2 separate regions of the Sus scrofa genome follow, and region 1 is linked to region 2. Evidence: chromatin contacts called from public HiChIP or PLAC-seq data. All regions are on one chromosome and are shown on one strand. Each heading gives the region's core, a stretch centred on a gene start, on an enhancer-like site or on the middle of the called end of the contact. The rest is flanking DNA. Distances are from core to core; before and after follow the strand shown. Region 1 has its middle 14 kb from the start of CALM1. Region 2 holds the start of NRDE2 (protein NRDE2 homolog).

Region 1 (2,947 bases), core at 165-2,664, 56 kb after region 2:
CAATTTCCACAGACCTGGCACATTCTCATCTCCTGCAATCTTCACAAGGACTGTGAGACAGATTTAATTCTCTTCATGTTACAGAAGAAACCAAGGCTCCAGAAGATTTAGTCCTTTGCTCTACCTCACCGCAGCAAGCAAAGTGGCCAACTCCCAGCACTGCAGCTGCCAAAGAACACTGAATTACTGGGTGTTCCAGAGAGGCACGAGTGGTTGTTGCTATACGGAGATTATGCAAAGCTGCAATTGTCTTTTGCAACGTCCCTGAACTCAGTGCTCTGGCATCATACTGAGACACAGTAAAAGGGAGCGTTAGTTTTAGGCAGGAGGCACTCTAAGGTAAAGTGATGCTTTGCCTACGGGAAAACGCATGAGACAGTGATTAAATGTTCAAAATCAGTGCCATTAGCTAAGACTAGCAACAACTTACAAATAAAATTGTCTGGTAAATGGTACCACACCACGCTCCCACATGGCAGCACCTAATCAGAAAACCTATACAAAGCTGTGGCTGCACCTGCCATATTCGTCAATAGAAGAGTCAGTACAGACCCACGTGTGCCTGTAAAGATCAATCCAGGAATCTTGGACGGGGAAGGGAACTGCGAAAGCCAGGATACACGAACCCGGGTCGTCAATTACTAAGGCTTCACACAAGGGAGAGGCCTGGCTGCGCTGGGTTTATTGGCCCTATAATTCACTACCTCTCCCTGTGGCCATAGCAACACCCACACCAAGGCAGCTCCAGAATTCACCTTTGGATAGCCACGCTCCACCGAATTTGCACCTACGCAGCTCAAATAAAACCATCAGACATCATCTCCCGAAAACAAGACAACCATGGCTTATTTCCACTCCCCCAGCTCTAATTCACCCAGGAAACACATATATTTTTTTTTTCTTTCACTCATATATACGGAAGGTAACCCTGAACAACCATCACTTTTGGAACAGTAAAACATAATATGAGGACCCCCCCCTTCTCAGAGGGGGGTGAACATCGGAGATGAAAGCGGGATCCACACCCAAACACACGACGAGTCGCCTAAAATGGCAACTAAACTGACAGGATCAAAATAATTTCAGCCAACGTCTGCTATCATGTCTGTCTAGCAAGCTCCGCTTGGCCCCTGCAGGCCACTGTCTCCGGAGCCGAGAAAGTTCCCTAGGCGGTTGTGGGATTTACAGCTCTGAAAAACAAAAACCGCATTCCCTGCAGGCGGGACCGCGCACAGCGCGAGCAACAACCATGACGTATTCGGAGGAGCTTTCCAGAACTGCCTTCCAGCCCGAGCAAAAGCCCAGGAAGCCAACCTCCCCTTTGCTTCTAGAAATGGAGAGGAGTCAAATCACCCTCCCTGCGCCCGCCGACAGAACGCAGACCCAGCGGTTTTCGGGAAGCGCCGCCTAAACCTCCTGTCAGACCCCCTCCTTCCTGGGTGGCCACTCTGCCCTGAGCCGCGAGCCCTCGAATCCTACCCCACCACCTCCCTGGGACCTGAGCAAAAACGAAACAACCCACCACCATAGAAAAAGGGAACAGAAACCCCCAGCAAAACTTCTGTCGCAGAGCCTATTTCCACTGTCCCCAAAAGCTCCACGAAAAACCCCCTGCGTCCCAGCCGTCCGCGGTGCCTCTAGTAAAGATGGCGGCCATAGGCGGAGCCGCTCCCTCCCGAAAGCAGCCTGCTGACCCTCCTCCAGCCACGGCCATTCACGCGGGGTCCTCCACGCCCACCGCGGCTTGACGCATTGCAGGTGCGGAGCGGCCAATCAGGCGTCTCGACTCTTTCCGGCCAACGACTGCAGGGTCGCGCTGGCCAATCAGAGCGCCCTTGTCAAACTGAAGGAGGAAAGCAGCCTCGGCAGCGCCAACTAAGCAACCGGCTCCAGAGCTGCGCGTTTGGGGCGTGTGAAAGAGGACTGCCTGTGTTCCTCCGCCGGGAGATGTAGTGCCCTCGCCCGCGCCGCGCCCCGCCCCGCCCTGCCCGCCCGCGCGTACTTGAAAGGCTTAGGCGAGAGGCGCTCAGGTTCTCTTCCCGCTGGAGCGTCGCGAGACACGGAGTTTTCCTAGAAACAAGCCTAAATCCCTTTGCCAGGCTCGTGGCCCTCCGAGGGGCGATCGGAAACCACCCTCGCCCTCCCCCCTAGCTCATTGAGGCCGCGTTCGCGTTTACGCGGCACCTTGTGTGATAATAGCAGCCACCGGAGCGATAAGAAGAAAACCTCGCCTTATCTCGAAACCCCAACTCGATCTGCCTCCGAGGCGACCCTTCCTGTTTACTACGAGCCGAGGCCCGGCCGCCCGAAAGCACCGTCGTGGGCACTTTTGTTTCAGAAGGGCCGGTTTCCATTTCCCTCCTGTGATTTCCTTATCTCGTCCCCGCGGGCTCGGGTTTTCCGCTGTGTCTGCATAGAAGGGGCCGAGGGGATGGACCAGGAGCCGGCCTGGGGGGCATGGGACGGACGAGGGTAGATTAACAGACTGTAGCCTGAGAACCGACGGTTAGCTCCTCAGTAAACCGAGGGGGCATTCTTCGGTGCCGAGGATAGGCTCTCCTAGATAGAGGAGAAGGCTTAATAAAATCACCTGTCAAACGAGCCAGATCTGGTACCACAGTCTGCATACCTCTGATCCCTCATTACACAGTGAACAGTCTGAGACCCGGGAAGATCAGTTGACACCCCTGCAGTCACATAGCAGTTGAGGAGCAGAGCACAGAATAGAATCTAGGTTGTCTGTGTCTCAAGCCAGTGTTTTTATGCTCTAGTAACACCCCATCTTCTGGAGCTGATGCTGTGAGATGGCTCAAGCATTTGGGGAACTTTGCTGTATAACTGAAGGAAGGTCTAGGAACTAAAGCAACTAAGTTTTCCCTGAACGTAATTTTCAGTGTCCTGCAGAAAAAGGAGCAGAGATGAAATGTTAGTTGGTTAATTCTCACTG
Region 2 (2,942 bases), core at 136-2,635:
AATTTCCAAACTGAACAATCTGCCATTCTTTGCACAGGTCTCATGCTTTCTTTCCTGCCTGCCTTTGAAGGCCCTGGGATGCCCTTCCACTATCCCTATTTGTCCAAATTCTACTGTCCTGAAGACTCATCCCCAAAGTCAGCTCCTCTAAAGCCTTCTTTGAACTTCCCAACAGAAATCACTATCCCTGTAGTTCACCTGTGTCATCTACAACATTCCATCTTGTATGTACATCTTGCATATACTTTTTTTTAAGTACCTACTATTGGTCTGTCTGTTCAGCAAATATTTAATGAACACCTACTCTATGTTGGGCCTGTGCTAGGGGCTAAGTATGCTGCACCGAACAGACAAACACTGAGTAAAGTGACCAAAATTACACTAATTACATAAGAAATTACTCACAATTATGAGAAATGTTTCCCCCAAAAAACAACTGTAGGAACCATGAGGATACAGTAGAGGTGCCAGGCACAGACTCTGCCCCAGAAGTGAATGATTTAGGATTAATTACTTTAAATTACTACTATGTGCCACAACCTCTAACAATGCAGACCTCCTGGGAACATTCAAGGCTTAAATGAAATAGACAATGTCATCACCTGGCAGTAAATAAGTATTAGTTTATTCCTAGCAGCTATGCCCACCTGGAGAGAAAGGGATTAGGGTTGGAATGCAATTGTTCAGAACAGAAAGTTTTAGGAAGTTGGGATTCTGATTCCACTCAAGTTCATACTAACACTTCCTGACTGGGTCAGGTTCCCCAACTCTCAGTCGGCCAAAAACTACGAATCCAACTAGCAATTCAGAACTAAGTAAAACAGAGAAGCAAGCAAGCTGTAATAAGGACATCCAGCGTTTGCATCAGGAGTCTCCTCGAGATGTGGAGTACCACTGTTTCCCTTTTACGTGAAATCACTGAGGCTCTGCGAGAGAAAGGGTTCAACAATATGACTACATGGAAGCCCCAGCTCCCGGAGCTCTCGGGGCCGGTCTTTCTCCCGAGCTCTACAACCTTGCCCAGAAGCCGGACCGGAGCAGCTGCTCTTCCCAGAAGGCCTTGCAAAGCCGCAGAGAACTGTGGGATATAAATGGATAAACAAATCCAAGGCAAGGGCCAAGACCCTGGCCCGAGAAACTCCGTCCTAAGCCCGCCGAGGGCCTTCTTTATCCCTCTTGTGTGCTTACCTTTCCTGGAGCTCCCGCTACTGGGAGCCTCACTAACGCCGGCGAAGGCGGGGAACAGCGCCATGACCGCAGGCCGCACGCAGGGCCTCTTCACGCCACAGAAATGGCGCCAGGCAAAGGATGCCGGTAGTAAGGCCTTTGCCGTCGCAATGCACTCTGGGAAGTGTGGTTTTCTTGTGCTTCCTCCGGATTGAGCCAGACCGCTGGGGCGGGGCGGGGCAGAAAGGGAGGGGAAAAGGGCGGGGCGTAGTGAGAGAGAGGCACCTCTTCCCTGTAATTAGTACCCGCAGGATTCTGTGAGAAAATGATGTGATTGGAGATGCAATTGTTCAGAGCAGAGAGTGTTAGGAAGTTGGGACTCTGATTACCCCTGGAGTTCACAATGTCACTTCCTGACTGGGTCAAATTAATCAAATTCCCTAAGCTTTAGTTTTGATGGAATAAAAACTCATATTTTTAGGAAAAATAAGAAAAATGTAAACAAAATTTTTTGCGAATTTGCACCTCCTCCCTCCCCTCTAGTATGCCATTGTGCACCTGCATTACACATTCACCAGACCTCCCCAATGGCAGAAATACCTGCTCAACTCTAAAGATCCATTTTTCTTTTTCTGGCGCCAGCCTCCTAATTCCTTAGAAGATAACATTCCTTTCTCAATCCTGTAAGAGGTAACCAGTGACCCATCACTCACCTTGTATGTGCAGCATCTTTGGTGAACTTTTGTACAATCCCAATCTATCATTTCCCTGAAAGACAGTGATGAGTGCAGAGCAGACTGGTCAAATGACCTGGGGAGAATACTGGGCCACACTTTATGGAAGTTCTTGGCTTAAATATCTGCTTATGACCTTATTAATATTACTAGCTATATTACATGCATTCCTTATTAATGTTACTAGCTATATTACATCTAGCTATATTACATGCATTAATGTTGCTAGCTATATCACTTGCATTCCGCCTGTTTTACAAGATTGTTTCTTGCATTACCAATGTGTGACGGAGCCTCAGATAAAATTAACGATGATTATGCAACTAAGCAGGACCCTATAGGGCTTCCCAGAATAGAGCCCCACCTACATTCTCCACCTGCCTATTGTTTGTAGAAAGACTTTAATCAAAGAATAAAGCTAATCAGAGAAGTGAGAAAATGCAAAAAGAAAGGAAAAGAGTCAAGCAGGACAAAATAATTATACTTTAGCCATTAAAAAAAGTCTAGAACCTTTAGTTCTCCCTCAAGGACTATAGATGATATTCTGAGCCATGTTTTTTGAGCTGTTTTGCAGAAACTGAACCCCCATCCAGGTGGAAGAAGTTAACTATAAGCTGCCCACATGCACGTAGACCTCAGACCAGTTGGAACCAGAAGGTTGATGATGCTGACTCCCAATTACCTCGTAAGCTGATCACATCCTTCTACTTGAACCATTACTATAAGACTCCTCATTACTCTCCTCCAGACTGGAGCATAGTTTTCAGGACACTAGCCTGCTATGGCCTGGTTTGCCTGGCAAAGCAATAAAGCCATTCTTTTCTACCTAACCCCAAACTCTGTCTCCATGATTCAATTCAGTGCTGATATACAGAGCCTGGGTTTCAGCAACAATTAGATGACTTGAAGCAATTGATCAAACACACAGTTCTGTAAGATCGATGATGGTAATAGAATTACTCCGACATAGGAAGAAACAAGAGGGAAGCATTTCCTGGACTACAGCAGACTAGAAGACAGGTGGTCCAGAGGCTTTTTGTT

The links. HiChIP or PLAC-seq counts read pairs in DNA pulled down with a chosen protein or histone mark.
Region 1: a contact with region 2 is called in an H3K27ac HiChIP or PLAC-seq map of skeletal muscle. The contact joins the enhancer-like site here to the promoter of NRDE2 in region 2. A contact is called at or near these places in 1 of 5 promoter capture datasets (liver), 8 of 47 Hi-C or Micro-C datasets (alveolar macrophages, blood, embryonic fibroblasts and 4 more) and 2 of 2 datasets of contacts at active chromatin or transcription factors (alveolar macrophages and skeletal muscle).

Annotation. Positions count from the first base shown.
Region 1 is chr7:112,145,272-112,148,218 of Sscrofa11.1, forward strand. No RefSeq gene overlaps it. Among named protein-coding and RNA genes, the nearest start is that of CALM1, 14 kb to the right of the region's middle. Within about 2 kb of position 1,415, at least 83 of the 83 cell types and tissues checked have an H3K27ac peak or open chromatin away from gene starts, as enhancers often do. A contact at or near this core is called in alveolar macrophages, embryonic fibroblasts, liver and 1 more, where this site is marked.
Region 2 is chr7:112,089,247-112,092,188 of Sscrofa11.1, forward strand. It overlaps NRDE2 (protein NRDE2 homolog), which reads right to left and starts at 1,386. Exons shown (of 14, transcript XM_021099603.1): 1 at 1,189-1,386. The coding sequence starts at 1,252.